6 separate regions of the Mus musculus genome follow, and regions 1, 2, 3, 4 and 6 are each linked to region 5. A link is a contact called in public Hi-C and promoter capture Hi-C data. All regions are on one chromosome and are shown on one strand. The core of a region is the stretch at or near the end of the contact, and the rest is flanking DNA. Distances in the headings are between cores, read along the strand shown.

Evidence for each region. Promoter capture Hi-C pulls out the DNA fragments that hold promoters and counts their contacts. A called contact is a pair of places that touch in the nucleus more often than the background predicts.
Region 1: a promoter capture Hi-C map of pre-B cells shows a contact between it and region 5. The contact joins the promoter of B4galnt1 here to the promoter of Usp15 in region 5. A contact is called at or near these places in 1 of 39 promoter capture datasets (pre-B cells) and 1 of 484 Hi-C or Micro-C datasets (pre-B cells).
Region 2: a promoter capture Hi-C map of pre-B cells shows a contact between it and region 5. The contact joins the promoter of Os9 here to the promoter of Usp15 in region 5. A contact is called at or near these places in 4 of 39 promoter capture datasets (the C10 cell line, cranial neural crest, pre-B cells and 1 more).
Region 3: a contact with region 5 is called in a promoter capture Hi-C map of pre-B cells. The contact joins the promoter of Atp23 here to the promoter of Usp15 in region 5. A contact is called at or near these places in 7 of 39 promoter capture datasets (the C10 cell line, the HPC-7 cell line, cranial neural crest and 4 more) and 2 of 484 Hi-C or Micro-C datasets (both in the G1E-ER4 cell line).
Region 4: a Hi-C map of B cells shows a contact between it and region 5, with 5 read pairs. The contact joins the promoter of Helb here to the promoter of Usp15 in region 5.
Region 6: a promoter capture Hi-C map of pre-B cells shows a contact between it and region 5. The contact joins the promoter of Ctdsp2 here to the promoter of Usp15 in region 5. A contact is called at or near these places in 4 of 39 promoter capture datasets (cranial neural crest, frontonasal cranial neural crest, maxillary cranial neural crest and 1 more) and 1 of 484 Hi-C or Micro-C datasets (the G1E-ER4 cell line).

Annotation. Positions count from the first base shown.
Region 1 is chr10:127,162,859-127,166,462 of GRCm38.p6, reverse strand. B4galnt1 (beta-1,4-N-acetyl-galactosaminyl transferase 1) reads right to left here and starts at 1,307. Exons shown (of 11, transcript NM_008080.5): 1 at 944-1,307; 2 at 241-459. The coding sequence starts at 458. It overlaps Gm51819 (a long non-coding RNA gene), which reads right to left. Exons shown (of 3, transcript XR_003949045.1): 3 at 2,780-2,798.
Region 2 is chr10:127,119,141-127,122,648 of GRCm38.p6, reverse strand. Os9 (amplified in osteosarcoma) reads left to right here and starts at 1,489. Exons shown (of 15, transcript NM_001171026.1): 1 at 1,489-1,692; 2 at 2,104-2,280; 3 at 2,982-3,045; 4 at 3,170-3,246; 5 at 3,452-3,508. The coding sequence starts at 1,531.
Region 3 is chr10:126,899,457-126,903,423 of GRCm38.p6, reverse strand. Atp23 (ATP23 metallopeptidase and ATP synthase assembly factor homolog) reads left to right here and starts at 2,053. Exons shown (of 6, transcript NM_001159559.1): 1 at 2,053-2,322; 2 at 3,798-3,843. The coding sequence starts at 2,136.
Region 4 is chr10:120,111,548-120,115,036 of GRCm38.p6, reverse strand. It overlaps Helb (helicase (DNA) B), which reads left to right and starts at 2,072. Exons shown (of 13, transcript NM_080446.2): 1 at 2,072-2,352. The coding sequence starts at 2,175.
Region 5 is chr10:123,195,668-123,199,255 of GRCm38.p6, reverse strand. It overlaps Usp15 (ubiquitin specific peptidase 15), which reads left to right and starts at 2,237. Exons shown (of 22, transcript NM_027604.4): 1 at 2,237-2,429. The coding sequence starts at 2,341. It overlaps Gm4129 (a long non-coding RNA gene), which reads right to left. Exons shown (of 3, transcript XR_003949042.1): 1 at 2,246-3,588; 2 at 128-230; 3 at 1-43.
Region 6 is chr10:126,976,948-126,980,790 of GRCm38.p6, reverse strand. Ctdsp2 (CTD (carboxy-terminal domain, RNA polymerase II, polypeptide A) small phosphatase 2) reads right to left here and starts at 2,074. Exons shown (of 8, transcript NM_001113470.1): 1 at 1,490-2,074. The coding sequence starts at 1,553. Gm40798 (a long non-coding RNA gene) reads left to right here and starts at 3,271. Exons shown (of 2, transcript XR_872169.3): 1 at 3,271-3,843.

The DNA of each region.
Region 1 (3,604 bases), core at 58-2,557, 4.0 Mb before region 5:
CCTGTACATCCTCCCACACTCCAGTGGCGGCGACAAGGTTGAGGAGGATAGATTTGCCGCGCCCCTGTCTCCCCCCCAGTTCAAGCTTCGGTAGCCCTCTCCACCTCCCTGATAACTGCACCCAACCAGTCAGCAGTAAGCAGCGTCCGAGTCTAGCACTGGAGGAAACAAAAGCTCCCCGGCCACCCCCTCCAGCATGTTCTGCGCTGTCGCCGCCGCCACGCCGCGGTCCGCACTCACCCCACCACTTGCTCCTTGATCCTGACCGGGATGTGTGCGTAGCGAGGCTCAGGGGCAAGGTCTAGCAGATCGAGTCTCGGGGGACCTTGTGGGGGCGACCACAATGCCAGAGGGTTCGGGAGACTTGGCGCGTTTCGGGTGCTGGAGTACAGGAGACCCAGCGAGGCGCAGGCGAGCAGCAAGACTAGCGCATAGAGGGCCCGGCGGTCTAGCCGCATCCTGATATGGGGGAGGGTGAGAGGTGACCAGGCTCTCAGAGAACGTGAGGGCCGGGACTCTGGACCCCGCCGCCTCCGAGGCTCGCGCAGGTACCCAAGGCCAGCCATCTCCGCTCCGCACGGCGCGCACCCCTTCCCTCATGCTCACGCCAAAGGTCTCCCGGCCTCCTTTCTTCCGCCTCTCTCTCGCCTCTGGGCTTCCGCATACACCCAAGGCTTGCCGTGGTGACATGCAGTATCTTGGGTGCGCAGCCCTCGGGGACCCCACCCCCACCCCACGGGCAGCAGCCGGGCCAGGGTGCTGCGGAGGGGCGGCTGTACTGCACCTGGCGGGTCAGGGAAGGCACGGTGTCGCGCCCGCGCTCGCGGGTGCCCGGCCTCGGTGACCCTCGGGTGGCCTCGTTGAGCCACGGGCACGATGCGCGAGGCCAGGAGGACGCCGCTCCTGCCCACACCTCGGCCGCCGGGCGTGCCAGCGCACTGACCTGTCTAACGTTCTAAGGCCGCGGCAGGATCGCGGTCCGGGCAGTGCCCGGTTCTCCGCCCCGGCCGGGGGGTCCTCATGAGGCCGGCGACGGCCTGATGCGGGAGCTGGGCGGGAGGGAGCCCGACAGTGTCGGGGATCCGACTCCTCCCGCCTGCGGACTCCGGGGCTTTGTAGACCGCAGCGCGGGGGTGGTTCTGAACGTTTCCTGCCGGGGTGAACTGGATCGTAAATCCGCCGCGCCCCAGCCCCAGCGACAAAGCGGGGAAGCCCTGGCACCGCGTCGCGCTCCCAGGCAGCCGAGGGCTCAGGCCTCCGCCCGGCTCTCACACCGCAGCGCAGCGCCGCTCCCGGGCTGGCTGCGGCACAGGCTCGGGCTCTGAGCGGGGATGGCGAGCTCCGCGGCGCCGTCTGGCGGACGCGGAGAAGATTGCTTAGGCGATGAGCCCTCCCGGGAAGGTCCCCCCTTTTCACATCCCTTCGTCCCCAAACCGCGGTGTCTAAGATGCCAGTTCCCGGTCCCCGCCATTTCCCCACTCGTTCACAGTGTAGCCCCAGGAAGGGCGATTGGGTTCAGTATGCGGTCTAACCTCATTTCAAGGAACACTTGGATGGGGAAGATGAAATAAATAAAACCAGCCAGCCCTGGAGGTGAACACTGCCTCACGAGCAACAAAGACAGCGGCCTCTCTCTGACCTCTTGGCTCCGAATTCCAGCCATCAACCGAGGCAAGCCGTTACTCAATGGCCGGCCTACTTCCCCTAACTGCTTCTTGGTACAGACTTGAAGAGGAACCGCAGAAAGTGGCCAGATGGACAGTGAAGTAGGCCATAGGTGGCTTGATTCCCGACACTGACCAGAAACAAAGTCCTGTGGTTCTCAGAAGGATCAAAATTGAATAGAAAAATAGGTAAAACATAATGAAAAATGTGTCTGGGGGTTGGGGCTGTAGATAAGCAATATTGAATGAACTGTGTGTGTGTGTTGGGGAGAAGAGGGAAAACCCACCCTTAAACCAGAAGTTTCAGATCAAATGCTAAAAGTAGAATTACAAAACCTTTAAAATAAATCAAGGGCTTTTTTTCCTTTACAGTCGGAAGAGATCCCCTAAGCAAGAGGCGAAGGGAAATATTAGTAAACCTGTCTATATAAAACACTTACTGGAGAGATGGCTCAGCAGTTAAGAGCACTGGCTGGTCTTCCAAAGGACCTGGGTTCAATTCCCAGCACCCACATGGCAGCTTACAACAATAATTCCAGTTCCCGGGCGTCTGGATACCCCTTCACAGACCCACATGTAGATAGAATATTATTGTAAATAGGAATAAATTTATTTACAAAACACTTGATAGACATCGGGTGTAGAATGCAAAGTTAGGTTTTTATTACTGTGCCCAAGAACTCCGTGAATCAAAATGATCTTTGTAACCGGTCAACTCCCTGCCCGAGGACAGATACGCCACGATTCTCTGGAAGCTGTTACCCGTATCAGATAGCAAGCCACATGCGTTCACTTTTCTAGGGGATCACAGGGAGTTGAGAGGTAGGTAGGAGGAAGTATGTCAGGATGTATGCTTGCTTCCATCTGACCAAGGCATAGCCTGTGAGTTAGCCCTTTATAATCACCTGGCCATTGTAGCTGGTGGCCATTTTCTAGGAACCCTGGAGTGGACTGGCCAGAGTCCATCATCCTGGCTAGTATTAAAGCTTGCTTCAAATTTTGTTCAAAAATTGTGGCAGTCATCTTATTCTTGACTGGTAGAATCAAAACCGACGTGGCGCATGCCTTTCTTAACACCGTGGAGTCAGGAGCTGAGGAGTTAGCAGGTTTGGTCTGGTCTAAGTAAGTGAGACCCTGTCAGAAAGCCAACAGTTGGGTTGGGGGATATGGCTTAGTGGTTAAGAGCTTTTCTCCCTCTTCTAGAGGACCCAAGTTTGATTCGAAGCACCCATGTTGAGTGGCTCATAACTGCGCACTAGGAGACTTTGTGCCCTCTTCTGGTCTCCTCAGGCTCTCTCTCTCTCTCTCTCTCCCCCTCTCTCTCTCTTCTCTCTCTCTCTCTCTCACACACACAGCACACACATGCAGACACACGCACAAGTGTTGAAGATTAACCTCATTGAGAGAATGGTATTTTGAGATTTTTCATATATTGTTTCCCTACGCATGGAAATATCTTGTGAAGCACACACACACACACACATATGTTCTTCATACATGTGCGTACATGTGTCCGTGTGTTAGGATGTGGTGGTTTGGATGAAGAGGCTCCTCAATTGGCTGAGATATTTGAGCACCTGGTCTCCAGGTGATGTCACTGTTGGATGGAGAAGGCACCTTACAGGAGGAAGCGCGTCCTTATGGCTGGGCTCTGAGAGTTCAGAGCCTCAGCCCACTTCCTGTCCTCTCTCTAGTGGGTTTTGTCAGCTGAGGTGTGATCTCTCTCTCAGTCTCCTGCTCCTCCTGCCTTGCCTCCCCACCACAGTGAGCTCATCTCCATCTGAAATCACACGCTCTAACACAAGCGCTGGAGGGAGCAGGGCGGTTTGAGTTATGCCACCTACCTAACCAGTTTTCATTTTCCTCCTGCTGAGCATTCCGCTGAGCCTCAGCCTACTTCCTGTCCTCTCTCTAGTGGGTTTTGTCAGCTGAGGTGTGAT
Region 2 (3,508 bases), core at 240-2,739, 3.9 Mb before region 5:
CAATTTGCTTTTTCCTTTCTGACTTGCTTGTTTTGGTTTCTTTCTTGTGTATTAAGGATTTCCCTTAGATAGATAACTGTGCTTGGCTTTCCGAGTTTTTAACTGTGAGGTCTTATGAAGATCTGATCGAAAAGTCTGTGTGCAGGCACATAACCCAAGGTGTTAAAAGCAGGATATGTGTCTGTGTATCTTTTAGATTTTCCCCTGGCGTGGTGAGCTTCCCCGCAGAAATTTTCCAATGGTATATAATGTCTCTCGTTTGCCGTTGTCTAGGAATTGATATTCTCAGGGTTGCTAATTCAGTTACCGTCTGTTTCCAGCTTCATTTCCCTTTTGTTTTTACAGGTTTTCCCTTACAGTCTGGACAAACAGACACTTTACCCACATACCCAAGACCCAGCCCAACTTTAACCAGAAGGCCCTTATTTTTAGTTCTTCCTTCTCCTCTCCCCTGCCTTCCTCCTCCTTGTCTCCTCCTCCTCCTCCTCCTCCTCCTCCTCAAAGATTGCTATTCATAAGCTGGGCTGGCTCCTACTGTTCATCTTTTTGCCTCAGCTTATAATTATAGGCATCTACCTCCACTGTTGGCTCCATTATTATTTCTTCTTCTTTTGAGACAGAGTCTTATGTATTCCAGGCTTGAACCCAACTCTATGTAGCCAAGGATGACTGCTTGGATTCCAGGTGTGTACACCAACTGTGATGCAGCTTGAACCCTGCTAAGCCAGTGTCTGTGTGTATTTGAGAGTGTGACTCAAATATCGAAGGCTGGTCTCAAACTCACAATATGGAAGAGGATGACCTTGAATTATTGAGCCTCCTGCCTCTGTGTCATGAGTGTCGGGATTACAGGCATGCACTACCACACTCTCCTTCTTAAAATAATTTTATTGGAGGGCAAATTCAGGTTTTGACACAGATTATTTGGTTGTTGGTAATATATTATCATATATGTGTATATAAAAATATGTACATGTATATTTGTGTGTATATAAATGTAAATATGTACATAATTATATATGTACATACATAAATATCTGTGCGATATATGTATATTTTTATGAAGAAGCATGCTTCTGTATAGTATATTTTGAAAAGATATTAAGTAACTTCCAAAAATATCCCCCGCACTCACCATCCGCTTCAATATTCTGCCCGATGGAGATGCCATACATTGCAAGAAATATATGAAAAATAGTAAGAAGGTTTATTTCCGACAGCTGGGGATGAGACAACAGGCAAAAGAACACAGCCACATACCACACCTCAGGATTAAGGAGCGAGGAGGGGAGGGGCCCAATCTCGCCGATGATTGGTTGTTGCTCTTGGCCAATCAGAAACAGCTATTGATTTTTACTAACAATGCGACCCGCCTCCCTGGAGGCTTTGACGCCACGTTTACAAATGAGGATGCGTTACGTAAGAGAGAGCTCCCGGACAGCCAATGAAAGCTTGGGGCGCTAATGGGCGGGTGAGGCCGCTGCCAGGTTTGGGGCGGAAGGGACATCTCTAGCAGAGACGGAGCGGAAGATGGCGGCGGAGGTGCTGCTGTCCAGTCTGTTGGGATTGCTATTTCTAGGGCTCCTGTTACCTGCGCGTCTGACGGGCGGTGTCGGGAGCCTGAATTTGGAGGAGCTGAGTGAGATGCGTTATGGCATCCAGATCTTGCCGTTGCCTGTCATGGGAGGGCAGGTAAGGGGTGTGGGGCGAGGTGAGGGTCCTGTGCAAGAGGAAGGGGCGCACGGTGGAGGAGGAAGGGCAACTGCGCACCGGGCTCGGGAGAATGGGGGAATGGAGAAGGGATGGTGGTGTTCCTGCGGTCCTGCTGGGAATGGCAGGCAGACCCATCCTCGGAGACCAGGCACCGACAGGGGTAGGGCTCCCCACTGTAGACCTTAGTTCCCCAGGTCGTAGTGAAATCACTGGGACCCCGCCGGGTGGGGAAGCGAGAACGCCCTCTCCTCCGCTCAGCCGGGGCAGCTGGAGGACTTGTGGCTTATTCTCTCTTCCACTGGGCACGTCCCCAGGGTCTGAAGAGGGATCTCGTTGTTCTTGGTCCCAGCCTCTGCCTCCCTGCCCCTCTTCCCGACCCTTCTTTCCCAGAGCCAAGCTTCAGACGTGGTGGTTGTGTCTTCAAAGTACAAACAGCGCTATGAGTGCCGCCTACCAGCTGGAGCTATTCACTTCCAACGTGAAAGAGAGGAGGAGACGCCTGCTTACCAGGGGCCCGGGATCCCTGAATTGTTGAGCCCAATGAGAGATGCCCCTTGTTTGCTGAAGGTGAAAGGAACTGGGGTGGGCGGAGGGAAGGCTTGGGAACCGGAATGGAGGCCAGTGGGAGTTAAAGGGCCATTGGTGTACTAGATATGTTTGGGGGGGGGGGAGCGTGGGGGGTGGGGTGGGGGCGTGCAAAGCAAAGACTCTGCTGAATGTAGGGAAAGGTTAAGATAGAAGATCTCAAAATAGGTTAAACCAACATCAGAAGGACGGTGGTGGGACCAGAAGAGCTGGAGCCTACCTGTAAAGTCACCTCCTGCTCCTATTGCTCATTACCTCAGGATGCCATTGTATTCCACGAAGTTCAGTGAATACTTGAACCTGTGGGAGTCCTCATCCAAGTGCTTCAAGGATACCATGATTTCTTATCTTTATGGAGGGCAGGGAATGATTTATGCCTGTGATCCCAGGTGGGTCACAGAGCATCATAGCCCTGTCTGAGAAGAAAGAAGAAAGAAGAAGAAAGAAGAGAAGAAGAAAAGAAGAAGAAAGGGCATGGGTGGGGATCAGTTATACTTTAGATGTGCGTCTCCAGCCACGAAAAGAAAACAGCTGTCCCTTCTCACAGAGTCGAGAATGCGGGAGGGGAGAGAAAAAGGGAGGTGAGAACTAAATGACAGGTTATATATCTCGGAGCCAGGAGACTGTGGTTTCACAAGGAGATCATTTTCTTGCCTCCTGATTGTTCCTTTTTCCACTATCAGACCAAGGACTGGTGGACATATGAATTCTGTTATGGACGTCATATCCAGCAGTACCATATGGAAGGTGAATCGCTCCTACACTCCCCCTAAGCCTTCATGACCCTGTGTGGTTGGTAACCTTCCCTCCCAGTCCTCCCTTCTAGGCCTCATCATGAGAATAGTGGGCTTTACTGTGGTTTCCCTTACAGACTCGGAGATCAAAGGTGACGTCCTCTATCTTGGCCACTACCAGTCCTCCTTCAACTGGGACGACGAAACAGCCAAGGTGACTGGGGTGTGGGGTTGGATTGGGGACCGGCTGAGCGGCAGATAGAGGGCCCAGGCAACAGGGAGGGTCACATTGAGCTGGTGTGCCTCTTGGGGTTTGGTACCCATCAAGCCTCCTGGGCTCTGTTCTGTGATCCCCCGGTCCCTGCGGGAGTGTGTTCCCTTTCTCACGCCCTCTCCACCCCGCCTCATGTTTTCTCCAGGCTTCCAAGCAGCATCGGCTGAAACGCTACCACAGCCAGACCTACGGCAACGGGTCC
Region 3 (3,967 bases), core at 804-3,303, 3.7 Mb before region 5:
TGCAAGAGCAATTGCTTTCCCCTGGTGAGTCATCTCTTCAGCCTTCTTCTAACGTGCCTTTGTTTATTTGTTTTAGATGTTGTCTCAGGTCTTACTGCTGTGAGCAAACACCATGACCAAGACAAGTCTTATAAGGACAACATGTAATTGGGGCTGGCTTACAGATTCAGAGGTTCAGTCCATTATCATCAAGGCAGGACTTGGCAGCATCCAGGCAGGTATGGTGTAGGAGGAGCTGAGAGTTCTACATCTTCATCTGAAGGCTGCTAGTGGAAGACTGACTTCCAGACAGCTAGAACTAGGGTATTAAAGCCCACACCCACAGTGACACACGCACTCCAACAGGGCCATACCTTCTAAAAGTGCCACTCCCTGGGCCAAGCACATACAGAGCATCACATTTCACTCCCTGGCCCCCACAGGCTATTCAAACACACGAGTCTATGGGGGCCATATATAGCCAAAGCACAATGCAAAATACATTTAGTCCAACTTCAAAAGCCCCCCCCCCCCGAGTCTGTAGCAGTCTCAACAATGTAAAAGTCCAAAGTTCAAAGTCTCTTCTGAGATCCATCTAATCACTTAACTGTAATCCCCAAACCAAGACAGGAAATCAGCTGGGCAAACTCTAAACTCTGCATCTCCATGTCTGATGTGAAAGTGGTCTTGTGTCACCCAGCCTGGCCTTGACCTTGCTATGTAGCTTAGGATCACACTGAATCTTTGATCCTCCTGTCTTTACCTCCCCAGGGCTGTTGTTACAGGCACATGTTGCCACTGTCTGCTTGTGTGGTGCTGGGCGTAGAACCCAGCACTTCATGTGTATCAATCAGGCAAGCGCTCTCTCAACTGAGTAACACCTTCAGCCTTCTTCTGTAGCTGGGCAAGTTCTATCTGCAAATTAGGGTTGATACTATTTTGCAAGGTTGTCATGAGGACTGGTAATAATGTACATATGTGGACCTTGATAAAAAGAATCTAATCTTTGGCTTATGGCTTTATTAGTCTGTAAGTGCAGGCGCTCATATTTGTATAATATTCCAAGCGAGTGATGCCTTCTGCTTCCCATTCAACTCTTGTTTACGGAGCACCGTGACCCCTAAGTGCTGTTCACAAGGCATTGCATGCCTATTTTTCTTGGACATTTGTCCTCGTTTTCTCCAACTCTACCATCCTGCCTGGCCCGTGGGAGCAGGTGTTTAGCAGTGTGAGCTGAGCTGAATAATTTAGTGAGGAAAGAAACACACACACACACACACACACACTACGTAAAAGCTGGAAGTCTGTCATGAGAGCACTAACACGGACAAAGTGCCTTAAACTGCAGATCTGGCAACATTAATTTTGAGTAAGTGTGCTGGTGGACTCTGATTATGGGAACTGAGGAAAAAGCCTTTTTTTTTTTTTTTTAAGATTTATATATAAATACATTGTAGCTGTCTTCATAAACACCAGAAGAGGGTGTCAAATTACAGATGGTTGTGAGTCACGATGTGGGTGCTGGGATTTGAACTCAGGACCTTCGGAAGAGCAGTCAGTGTTCTTAACCGCTGAGCCATCTTTCCAACCACCCCCTTCTTTTTAAAAGATTTATTTTATTATATGAGTACACTGTAGCTGTTTCCAGACACACAAGAGGGCATCAGATCCCATTACAGATGGTTGTGAGCCACCATGTGGTTACTGGGAATTGAACTCATGACCTTTGGACGAGCAGTCAGTGCTCTTATCCACTGAGCCATCTCTCCAGACCCAAGATGTGTGTATCTTATTTCTGAGCAAGAGGAGGGTTGATGAATGGGTCCCCAGGAGCCACATTTTGATGAGACCAACCAGTCTTTGAAATATCCAAGCGTTTCTGAAAACACTGCCTTTAATTCGGTGTGAGTGGGTAGCGGGAATAAGAGAAACAGCAGGTGAGGGAGTGGGAGGATGGTTGAGGTGCAGAAGGCAATATAGTGGCCAGCATCGGCGGTCGCGAGGCACCGCCCATCAGCCCCGCCCACCGACCACGCCTACCAAGCCCCGCCCACGAGCTGCACGCCGCGTCTCCTTCGTGCTGGCCCGCGGAGCGTGCGCCGGCGGCGGAAGCGGCTGTCCTAGGTCGAGCGGGCAGGAGGAGGCTTGCGGGCCTCATGGCAGGAGCTCCGGGCGGCGGCGAGCTCGGCCCTGCGGCTGGCGAGCCACTGCTGCAGCGACCCGACTCTGGCCAGGGCTCGCCTGAGCCGCCGGCCCACGGGAAGCCCCAGCAGGGCTTCCTCTCCAGCCTCTTCACCCGGGACCAGAGTTGTCCGCTCATGCTCCAGAAGACGCTGGATACCAGTAAGAGCCGCGACCTGGAGGCTGGGGTCGGGGTGGCACAGGACCCGGGGGGTGAGGAAGGGCCCGGACGTGCCCCCACTGATCCCGGACTGCACTGCAGCCCTAGGGCTGCGTGGGCGGGAGGGGGCGTGGGCCTCCGCCCCACTCGCGCTTCTGAAGGCCTGGGCTGGGAGTCTGCCCTCCTGGGTCACACTCACCAGTTTCTTATGTAAGTTTTGCAGCGGCACGGGCTCTAGGGTGCAGGTGAGAGCTGGAAAGAGCTCCATTCATTAATAAGGCAGCTCTACTTCTGGCTATGCACCCCTTCCCTGGGGTGGGGGTGGGGTGGGCGATTCTTTAACCTTCAGTCACTGCAGTAGGAACTGTGGAGAATGCTAGAATAGGAACTTTTGAAAACCCTCGTGTTTATGCACCTAAGTGCATTTTTCTAGGGAGAGTTCCTAGCTTCATCATAGTCTCTAAGAAGCCTGTGACATCTAAGAGGTTTATTATTGCCGCGGGTCACCCAGGCACACTGGCTCCCACTGAGCAATTTATCTCCAGTCCCGGGACACTGCCTTGCTCCTCTGCATCTGCAGATTGCCTGTCTACCTCAGATTTATTTAGGAAAGTAAGATTTAAATGTATTCGACCCTCCAAATAGTTACTATTTTATAGCAGAATTGGTCATAATTCAATCATCAACTGATCAAAGATTTTACTGTCTTCTTTTTAAAGCTTTTTTTTTTTTGATTTCTTTATTTTTGTGTGTGATTGTCTCGCCTGCATGTGTGTCTGCGCACTCTCTGCATTCCTGGTGTCCAGGACTGTGAGCTACTATGCAGGTGCTGGGGAACTCACCCTGGGTTCTCAGCGAGAGCAACAAGTGCTACTAACCACTGAGCCATCTTTTTAGCTCCCTTCCTCCCTCCCTCCTTTCCTCTCCCTCCTCAGAGGTGAGAACTGAACCTAAGACCTTGTGCTTACCAGGCAAGGCCCTACCACTGGGCTCAATCCCTAAGCCACCGTTCTTCTCTCTTACTGGCCATAGACTCACACATTTCTGCTTGCTAACCCTCATTGAAGAACTTTGGTGGGCAGGTCCCATTGGGCTGTGGTACTCAGAGCGAGGCATGGTGCTACCACAGAGAGCAGTGTAGGCGCTGCCTTCCTCCAGTCTAGGTTCTATGCTGGTTTGTTTTTCTAACCGTGGCCCAGGATGCCCATGTTCTCCTAACACGGGCCCTAATGCGAAGCGTTTAGTCACTTTAGCAAAACCAACTTTCGGTATAAAGATACATGGGGGCGCCATTTTAGTGTTTGTATTTATGTTCTATTTCGTCATGACTTGATTTAATTGGCGCTAATTTACACGTTTTATTCCCATTTTAGACTCTGGTTTAAGATAGTGTTTGTGAGTTGTTTTGTGGTGCCTGTTGCTTGGGTGCACTAATTGCTGCTACATCTTCTAATGAGCATACTTAATGTCTTTGTAGATCCATATGTCAAACTTCTACTTGATGCTATGAAACACTCAGGTTGGTAAGTAAATCTTTTTTTTAAAAAGTCACCGTATATTCTGGAGTCCCCCCCCTCAACCCCCAACTAATAGCAGAGCTGTTACACTTGGGATTTCTCACTTGGGACCACAAGATTTCTCTGTCAA
Region 4 (3,489 bases), core at 823-3,322, 3.1 Mb after region 5:
AAATATTGCTGAGAGTTCAGGTAAAACACAGGCTAAAAGGTATCCTCTGCTGGCGCCTGTATTGTAACAATAACCACGTGTGAAGGAAGTGAATGAATAAGAAGCAAAAGGAGAAGGAGGTGGCTACTCCTAAAGTGAGGAGGAGATTTGTATTGTAGATATACGGGGAAGCTGGCAGAACAAGAGTACAGGCTGAACATGGCCTGCAGACTAAACGGGACCTTGAGAGGCCGGTGGTGGGGGGAGAAGAACGAGCAAGAGAGGAGCGGCCCACCAAGGTGGCCCAGGCCAAGTGGCCAATGGAGAGCACAGGGTAAACAAAAGGCGGAATTATACAGGGAAGGGAAGCAAAGCTCATGGGCTGGAGACGTTCAAGACAAGGGGAGGGGTGTGCTAGCCTTATCCTGTAACTGGCTGGGGCTAAGGGATGCAGGGAGAACCTGGCAGCCAGGTAGCATTGATATGTTAAATAGGCAACTAAGTAAGACAATTGTCTCCAGTTGGTTACTGGTAGTAATTCAAACTGTGTAGCAGAGCCTTGGAAACAAAGTTTTCCTCCCAGGAATATTTACCAATATACCTTAGGGGAAGATTAGTTCAGTTTTTCTCAAAACACATTATACCACAGTCCCTCTACATCTGTGGGGGGGGTGATTTCTGACCTCCTCAGATACTAGGGAAAATGCTATAGAGAGGGATAGAGAGATGGCTCTAACTGCTCTTCCAGAGATAGGTCCATTCCCAGCACCCACGTGACAACTAAGTATACAGCCTGGAAGTTTTGCTTTGGGTATGCAGAGTGCACAGACACATATGCTAGCAAAAAAAAAAAAAAAAAAAAAAAACCTCACGCACATGAAAAAAAAAGGAATCTAAAAGAAAGATGCCTGTGCGTATTCGTTATGGTTGATCCTATGCACGTGACATTTGGGTATGACAAATGCCTTTATTAGAAACCAGCAACACAGCTTTGGGGTTTAATAAAAACATAGTTTTTAGGATTAACGTTAGGATAATTACATAATAAACAATAACCTTAAAGTAAAATAGTATTTTATAGCGCCCCTTAAAGGGCACCGCGACTTTTAAACACTATCCATCTAGAGAACCGCGGCCGCAGTATTCAGCTTTTGTTCTTTTTTTTTTCTTTTCTTCTTTTTTTCTTTCGAGACAGGGTTTCTCTGTATAGCCCTGGCTGTCCTGGAACTCACTTTGTAGACCAGGCTGGCCTCGAACTCAGAAATCTGCCTGCCTCTGCCTCCCTAGTGCTGGGATTAAAGGCATGCGCCACCAAGCCCGGCTGTTCTTTTTTTTTCTATCTCAAGTCTGCATATTCTCTGGGCTACAAGTCCCCACCTTTTGCTTTACTGAAAACAGGAACTAGGGCGGTGGACCTAGAGTGTGTTCCAGGTCAGCCAGGGCTACACAGAGAAACCCTATCTCGAAAAAACAACAAAACAAAACAAAACAAAACAAAACAAAACAAAACAAAACAAAAAGAAGTCGAGGAGAGTAGTATATAAACGGGAAAGAAAGCCAGTGGTTTCCAAAGCGGGAAAAGCATAAAAATGGACAACCCAGGTCATGCATTAAAAATGAGAAAGTACATCACAACTTTAACTCCCAATGCAGAGGATATATACAAAGGGACCTAGTTATCTACTTGGATAAATGCCCTCCCTACATGATGTAAATTCAACTTCTCCGCGGCGCTTTTACGTGTAAGGAGGCACCTAGCCGTCGCCACCACGCTCTCCGGATTGGAGATTCACTCTTTTGGGTAGTGCCCCAAGGTCTTTAGAGGCCTCTGCTGTGTTCTTTTTAAGAGAGCGGGCAGAGGATGCCCTGCTTTCCCGGGGTTCTCTGCGCCCAAGAGTCGTGACCTTTCACCACGTCTCCTTCTCCGCAGGAAACGCCCAGCACCTCTAAAAAGAGCAGTTCTGAAACTGTCAGCAGCCAGCCCGCCGTGGTACCTCCCAGCCTGCTGGTCCCGCCTGTCACCAGTCTCCTCCTTTGGGGCGGAGCATCGCTCAGACCACGCCCCCATACCGCCCGCCTCCTGGATGTTCCCGGAAGCTGACCGGCTTACCCGGGTCGAGTTGATTGGTTGCAGTTTTGGACACCGCGCGCCAGGTTTTGTAGAGTTGTTTTGAGCCAAGTTCGCCGAAGAGATAATGGCTAGGCAGGATCGTCTGCGCGAGCTCCTGGGCCCTCTGCACCCGTACAAGAGCGACGACGAGGAGGAGGATTGTGCGCAGGAGGAGGAGGGGGAGCAGGAGGAGGAGTTTGTGGATGCCGAGGAACTCTGCAGCGGGGGCATCAAGGCGGGCAGCCTCCCTGGGCGCGCGCGAGGTGAGCCAGCGCCAGCCGGGCCGGGTTGGCAGGGGTCAAAGAAGTATTTTCGATTCTCACTGCCCGGCACCCAGCGTCCTTGACTGTTGACAGACAGACCTGTGGTGTGACTGGCTGCTTCACCGTACTTAGATGTGGTAGTAATAGTCGTAATGACTCAGAGCACATACTGTGTTAAGCTTGGTTTTTTCATATATCGTCTCGCTTAAAGTTAACAGTTGGGGGTAGTTTTACAGTCGAGGAAATAGATGCACCCTCATTCCCACCCAGAAACAGAATCCTTTAATTATTGTACCACGCTGGCTGAATAAGAGACGGAGTTGCTGTTAAGCAACTTTGAGAAAAAGAGCAAGCGCGCGGAAACACACGGCCACACACACACACACACACACACTCACATACACACAGATTTACACATATACATACACACATACATAAACACACTCATACACATTTACACACATACACTTACACATACATATACATGCCCACACATTCACACATACATGTTCATACACACACACACACACACACACATTGTATTTTCATGGTCTAGTACAGTAATAGCTGCTGACCAGGACCATGTGTGGCAACTGACCATTGGCAATTTAAACACAACTTTGGCTGTGTTTGAAATTAAATAGAAAGGATTACATGTTGATGGAAGTGTAACTGGCTATCCTGGCCAAGCATTTGCTACTGGGACAGGCCAGGGAGAGAAAATGGCGAAGTTGCTGTCTCAGTGGAAATACTACTTGTGAATTAAGCAGCCATTTTGGTTTTTTTTTTTTTTTGAGATTTATTTATTTTGTGTACATGAGTGCTCTATCTGCATCTATACCTGCATACCAGAAGAGGGCATCAGATCCCATTATAGATGATTGCGAACCACCATGTGGTTGCTGGGAATTGAATTCAGGACCTCTGGCAGAGCAGCCAGTGCTCTTGGCTGAGCCATCATGTCTATAGCACCTAGGCAGACATTCTTTAATCAGAGAAGTAACCCCAACTTAGTACTTAGTACCAGACAGCACTTGGAGAAGTGACATTCATGAGATGCAGACACGGCTTTGCTAAAGAAGTCCGCTGAGCTGAGCTCTGTGGTAACTGTAGGAACTGGCCAGGAGCAGCATGTAC
Region 5 (3,588 bases), core at 988-3,487:
CATCTTCTGTTGCACTGACAACCTGGGACGCATGGGATCCTTTCTGAAAAATAAGATAAAGTAAAGTTCAAAAACTGTTAAAAGGCTAGGTTGGCAATTTGGCTCAGCAGGCATAATTGTGACTTACCCAAGTCTGATCCCCTGAGACCCTCATAGTAGAGAGAGCTGACGCCTGCAACGTTGACTTGTGATCTCCACAGTAGGCTGTCACAGGCACACACTCAACTCATCTAGAAAATAAATGCACTGCATGCTTTTAAAATCCTTTAAGATAAATATTATACTATTTAAATTTGTAAATAGACTACAGATTAAGTGTTGGCAGCTAGAGATCCGAAGCCATGTATGTATGAGGATACAGCATATTCTTTGCATACCAAGTTGTCTCTCTTTGAAAACTTACTTTGCTTTCCTTCACAGAGTGGTAGAAGATGGGGATGGGGGGTGTGGATATATAACAACTGAGAATGTCCATAGTTAGGAAAACTCGGTTTTATAATCAGGAGTGGTCAAATAACATAAGAAATAGCCGTAAATGGAAATGACTTTTAGACTCATTGAGGCTGAAGTAATACAAAGAGAGTACTGCGCAGAAACAAGCAGTCACATACTGACTCACTCAAGTATGACGCCAATACACACCGGTTGTGCTAGTTGTTTTCTATTGCTGCAACAAAGCATTCTGACCAAAGGCAACTTAGGAAAGAAAGGGTCTGGGTGGCTTACGCTAGGGGAAGGTCACAGCCAGAGCTCAACAGGAACCCAGAGCAGAGTACGTGGACGGACACTGCTTTTTATGGCTTGCTCAGCTTGTTTTCTTACACAACTCAGGACCACCTGCCCACAGTGGGTTTACCACACCGATCGTTAAACAAGAAAATGCTCCACTGACTCATCACAGGCTACTCTAAGGGAGGCAATCCCATAATTAAGGTTCCCCTCTTTCCAAGTGACTTTAGTTTCTGTCAAGCTGACAAACCCTAACCAGGGAAACACTGCTTTCTCTTGGATGGGCCAGCAGTCCTCACTAATGCAGGCACCCCCTTCCTTACTGAGTTTCCCACCAAAACTAGGAGGCTTAAAAAATGGAGAGACCATTGCCCATCCTTTAACTTGTCACCTACTGTTCTACTGAGGTAGCCGTCTTCATTCTTAGAAACAGCAGTTTTGCCTTAGTTAATTTTGAAACGTTTGCCTCAAATGGTGTAGAATGGTACTAGACCATTAAACCGCAGTGCACACACACACACACACACACACACACACACACACACACGCACACACACGCACACACACGCACACTCACACGCCAAATTATAAAGAGAACTTAGTTGCAGCTTTTACGGAGTTTGTATCTTAATTCAGCCTTTCATGGAGGTACTGAGTACTGGGGATTTGAAATCTGTGCGATAACCTTGCACTTCCAGTTGCCGTGTGACCTTGGCATTTGATTTTTAAGAGGCTCAATTTCCCCGTTTGTAATTGTTGCCTTCAAATGCAGCTTGTATTATCGAGTCTAACTTTAGGCATATACAACCATGAAATTTAATCTAGGGGAATGCTAATTTGACGCCCATGAGGTTTCTCCCACGTTTCTAACCCCCTTCAGTACCTGGCCTTATTCAATACATCTTTAACTGCTTGTTCACCTAGAAACTGGGACATGTTTTGCACTGCAGCTAACGTGTGTGTGTGTGTGTGTGTGTGTGTGTGTGTGTGTGTGTGTGTCCACGCGCGCTAGGAGGCGTCACAAAGAGCTTATGAAAGGTAGAAGTCCCTACAGACAGCAAGCATGGGAGAGCTGGGAAGAACCTAGGAAGGGCACTGCGCCCAAACCTTTGGTTTCAGAGCCCTCTTTGTGCCAATATTCAGTGGGCTTGGGCTCTGCGGCTGGAAAGGAAAAGCCCCAAGTCACGGAACTGCGCGCTTTCTGCCATGTCCCAGCCGGCCCCGCCCTCCAGTAGGAGTGAACCCGCAAAAACATGGGTTTGGAGGCGGCTGCGGCAAGAAAAGGGCCAGCATGGCAAGGAGAGTCCGAGCAGGGCAGGGCAAAGGCAGGGAGAGAAAGCGCGGCACCCGGTGAGAACCGTGCAAACTCAGAGGTCTGGGGCGGCGGCGGCGACCACGCCGTGCTGCGGGGCGTGCGGGGACCCGAGGGGGCAGCAGGGCGCAGGCGCGCACCCGCCGCGCTCCCCGCCGAGCCACGCCCCCAGACCCCCGCCCTCGCGCCCCATTTGGTACAGACCTGCCGGCGGGGCGGGGCCGGGGACGCCATTCCCACAATGCTCCGGGGCGTGCCGCCGCCGTCGCCGCCGCCTCCGCTACGGCTAGTGGAAGAAGATGGCGGAAGGCGGAGCGGCGGACCTGGACACCCAGCGTTCTGACATCGCGACGCTGCTCAAAACCTCGCTCCGGAAAGGGGACACCTGGTAGGGAACGGGGTCGCGGGGCCCGCGGGGGCCCGAGGCTGGCGGAGAGCTGGGCGGGAGCGGTGGGCTGGTGTCGCCGGCTGGTGACAGGTGCGGACAGGTCCGGCGGCGGCCGCTCAGGCAGCAGATTTTGGGGGCAAAGGTTGGACCGGCGCAGAGGGCCGGGGCTCGCGGTGGGCGGTGCGCGCCCGGGGCTGCGCGGAAGCGGCGGCCGGGGCTCGCGGGGCTCCGGGTCCTCCTCCCTCCGGCAGTGCCGCTCCCACTTGGGGCCTTGGCGGAGCCCGGGTGCAGTGGCTCGGCGTGAGCCTGCCTGCCGCTGGTTTTTTTTTTTTTTTTTTTTTTTTTTTTTTTTTTTTTGACAGATCCCGGTCGCGCCGCTCCTCCTCGCTCGCCCGCCGCGCTTCTCTGGTCACTCCTTCCCCGGCGTCGTCCGCACCCAAGTTCCCCATTATTCCGATCCTTGTAGTCTTCCGGGAGCCGGGCTTCAGGATGTTTGCGGCGGGGACCACACAGGTGGTGTGTGTCAGGGCTCCGCTGAAAAGGAAACCCCTAATTTCCACTTCCTTGTCAAAAAGGAGGGAGCGGTGTAGGGACCTTGTTTTTTTAATTTTTTTTTCTTGAGAGAGAGAGAGAGAGAGAGAGAGAGAGAGAGAGAGAGAGAGAGAGAGAGAGAGGCACCACGTGGTCCTGTGCTTTGCTCCTGGCTCGATAGGAGCCGGCAGCGCTTCTGTTTGGAAGTGCAGCCCTTCCCTCCGGTTTGAAGGATAACGTAGGCCTGCAGAAAGTAGATAAGTCCACTTGAAGCTTAAAGGCTTGCTCATATTCAAACTTGTAAAATGCCAAAATAAGAGGGTACTGTACCTAAATAACTAGAGGAAGCATGTACAAAATTTAACACTCGTCAGCCAAAGCAGTTAACTTACAGAATTATTTAAATAAAGGGAAAGTTCTGTTTTAGGGGAAGGGCAGTGTGCCTGTGTGTTCTTTCGTTCTTTCTTTCTTTCTTTCTTTCTTCCTAAGTTACTTTTCCTTCCTTCTGTCTCCGTACTAGTGGTTTATAGCGTCTCAAGTGCCTGTTAGGTACTCCAGTGTGGCTAGTGGAAAGAGACTTAAGACCTGATTTATTCACAGTTCTCAAGTGCTTGTTAGGCACTCCAGT
Region 6 (3,843 bases), core at 825-3,324, 3.8 Mb before region 5:
CTCACAGCTGGGTCAGTGATGCAGTTAGAACAGGGGACCCTGGCAAAGAGGAGGGGCAGGCAGGGCTTCGGCTCTCCTCAGTGCAGTCTGCTTCAGAAGGCCAAGAAACACGCACCGCTCCCCTTCCCCCAACCTAACAAGGAATTCCAGAGAGCCTGGGACACCAGCCCAGCTGCTCTGCCCCTAGGCTAAGGCAAGTTGGGTAGACTCCTTGGGAAGTGAACCCCAGGAAAAAGTGACCTGCTGCTTAGTATTAGTAGGGGATGACTACACCCAGGCCCCACAGCTGGCCTCCTTCCAGGCTCTAGGTCTCAGTCTACTCAATTGTGGCACGGGCCTTTTATGCCCCTCCGGAATAGAAAGAAAGGGCTGCAGCGCCTGAGATCTGGTTCCAAGAGCGTGCTCGCCTCTCAGCCTCTGAGCCAAGTGGCCACAGTCCTGGGAGTTCTCTAGAAAAAGAAAAAGGAGGGAGGGGGGCAACACTAGTCCTTACTCTGGGCGGAAATTTCTACCAGCTATCTTGAACACAATGCTCAAGGCCAGATGAACATAGGGGAGAGGAGAGTTTCAGGGGACCCCACTGTGATCAAACCGAGCAATCCCATTTTCCCAGCCCCAATCTCCTCCCCGCCCCCGCGGGAGGCTGAGGCCTCCGCTTCGCTCCCCAAGCACACCCCAGATAGGGCCTGCCTGCGGACGTCCCTGTTTGCTTCAATCCGACGACCTCCCCCTGCAATCGGGGTGGGGGGTCGCGAGCCTCTGCCCACAGACAAACTCGCACTTTTTCGCTGCGCGATTCAGAAACACGCTGGGTCTGATGCCATCCGGCGAATTATGTAACCAGGGACACCGCTCCCGGGCTAAACAAACGCGGCTGTGTCTGTGCAGCGGCGGCCCCGGGGGAGCGCACGGGGCAGGGAGGGGCTCCGGCCGGGCCTCGGGTCCGGCTTGTTTGCTCCGCCGAGCCGCGAAGAGAGTCCCGCGCCCGGCAGTGACCGCGGCCCTCCCCCCTCCCCCACCACCGCCCCCGCCTCGGGCCGGTGAACTTCGTCCCGAGTCCCCGCGCCGCCACCGCCGAGCTCCCGGGCATCCCGGTCCTGCGTGAAAACTCCGGTCCCGGTGGCGTTCCAGCTCGGGACCCCTCGTACCCTCCCCAGAGCCCCGGGGCAGGCGCGCAGCGGTGGTGGGTGGGGGAGGAGTGACCACTCCATCTCCGCGGCTCGGGTGGGGGCGGCGCGGGTGGCCTGGCGCGACGCGCGCCCTCCCGAGCCTCTGACTGCCCCCGGGGGGGGAGGGGTGGCCGGACGGGTGACAGCTGCGCGGATGACACCCTCCCGCCCGGCGCTGGCAGCCGGGGCCTCGCTCAGCCCCCACCGGGGTCCGAGAGCCCGACGGGTGCGCGAGGACCGACGGACCCCGGGTCCAGCCGGATCCTCCGCCCCCTCCCCGTTCGGGGGCGACACAAAGTTTTGGGAAGTTGCGCCCCTACCTTGCTTGGTGAGCACCAGGGCGTCTTCCCTCCGCGCCTGGGTGATGATGGAGCCGTGTTCCATCTAACAATCCCGCGGGCCCGGGCTGGCTGGGCGGGAGGACGCGCGGGCGGGCGCGCAGGCGGGCTGGGCTGGGGGGCCTGGGCGGGGGCCCGTCGGGCTCCGGCTCCCGAGACTCCGACTCCCGCAGCTGTTCACATCCCCCTCGCGTTTCCTCCCCGGGCCGGGAAGGGAGGCGGCCTGCACAGAGGGCGGGCGGGCCAGGCGGCGGCTTCCCCGGTGCCCCCAGCCCCGATCCCCCGGTGGCAGCTCCGGGCTCCTCAGTTTGGGTCCAACATGGAGAATCCGGAGCGAAAACAAGAGGAGGAAATGGGACACGGGGCGGTTTCCAGGCTCCCCCCTCCCCTCCGTACTCCAGATAAACAACCCGCGGCTGCAGCGCCCACCCCCGCGCTCCTCCCAGATCTTGGGCCGGCCTCTTCGCCGCCTGCCGGCGCGTTCCGCTCCAGGCCAGCGTCCTAGGCCCCGGGACCCTCCTCCGGCGAGCAGCGGGGGCCGCGGACCCTGCAGAGGTTTGCTATTTTCTTACGGAAAAAGCGAATCCCCGAGGGGGGTGGGGTGGCGGGCGGGCAGGCTGGCGGGGGAGACTTGAAACCGCTCCGGCACTCCGATTGGCCCGCTCGCAGAAAGGGGGCGTGGCCCCTCCTTACTATGCGGTGCAAGGACCCAACAACATTCCAGTCGCCACGGCCACGCCCCCGGGCCACTCCCCGCTTGCTGGGCTGCGGCCTCCTGGTCCTCTCGGCCACACCCCCTTCCCAACTACTTAAAAAGGCCACTCCAACGCTCCGCTTTCCGTGCTCGGTGCTGGGGTGTTTGTGTTTCCGACGCTTTACTCCAAGAAGGCTCAATGGTTCCGCCCTACGAAACCTGGGGAAAAATGGAGAAGCCAGATTGGGTTCGAGGCAGTTACGGTATTTCCTGCTTAGAGCCCAGTGCCTTATATAAGAATACCGCTGATATGTACCTGGGAAGGAGTGTGTAGGGGGCGGAACCGAGACTCCAGAGTGTGAGGAATGGAACTGACCTCTGGAAATGACACCTTATGTATTAAGGCCACCTTAGGTGCCAGCCCCTCCCACTCAGGCATCTACCCTATCCTCCCAGTCCAGCTCCCCCTCCCACCCCCAACTCCCATCTCATGGTTCCATCCTCAGTTTGAGGAGGATAGAGGTGCTTAGTGGACCCAGAAAGCTCTCCCTCATTTTTTAGGCCCAGGCTCAGGTTTGAACTCCCAAACTTAAGGTTTCTCAGGAAGGGTTTCTCCACTTGTCTGCTAGGAGTAGCAGCTCCAAAGAAGCAGTTTTAACTCTGTATCGGGTTGTTGTAAAAATTGTATGCTGTATATGCACCCCATTGCACCTGAAGGAGGTCTCTTCTATCCTTCCACAGTGGGCTCTGGGAATCAAACTCGGCTTTCCTGGGAAGCGCTCTTACTGGCTAAACCATCCCATTGACCCATTTCAAATGCTTTTTGGTGATGGATGAGTTACTATGATTCAAGGCCATAGTTCCTGGGGAATGGGGGGTGGGGGGCACCTGGTGGCTTTCCTACTGCAGTCCTCATAGCTAGACATTTGTGTCTCTTCATCTTGTCCAAGTAGGTCATAACCTACAAGGCACTATCATCATATGTATATATCCTATGTTCCTTACAAGTGCGAATGTTTCTACACACACACACACTGCTCTTTTTTCCCCTTTTTTCCCCCTTTTCTTTCTTCTTTTTTTTTTTTTTTTTTTTTTTTACATAACACCATTTTAATGAAAATGCTGTTTTTCTAAAATGAATGTGACTGTTAGAGAGGATCTGAATGATGCTTATGTAACCTCAAACCCTGAGTCTGGGTAGATTCTAATTCATTAAAGGAAAGGAAGCCGGGGGAGTTCTGACATATTTGCCTCCCACCTTTAAAACAATGGGATCTGTAAGGACTGTCTCAGCCGGTTGCTAAGGGACCTTGTTGGACTTTGACCCTGTGCTCCAGCTAGGCGGTTCCCTGCCAAGGCCTGCTCTCTTGTCCGTTGGATGACACTTCTCTCCTGTTCATTTCCTCTTCCATAGATAGTTTCTCCCCTGTAATATTTATAAAGTACTTCCATATATATTATTACCTGGCCTGTTTAATTTTTCATGTTATGGTTAGCAGAATAGATATGCTCATCTTCGAGAGGAAGAAACATGGTCTGGAAAGGGTTAATCGAGATTCATCTGAGGTCCCAGCTGATGAAGCAGCAGCAGCAGTGGGGAAACTGAGGCAGGCCTGTCATGATTTCGGGTCCTTCTACACAC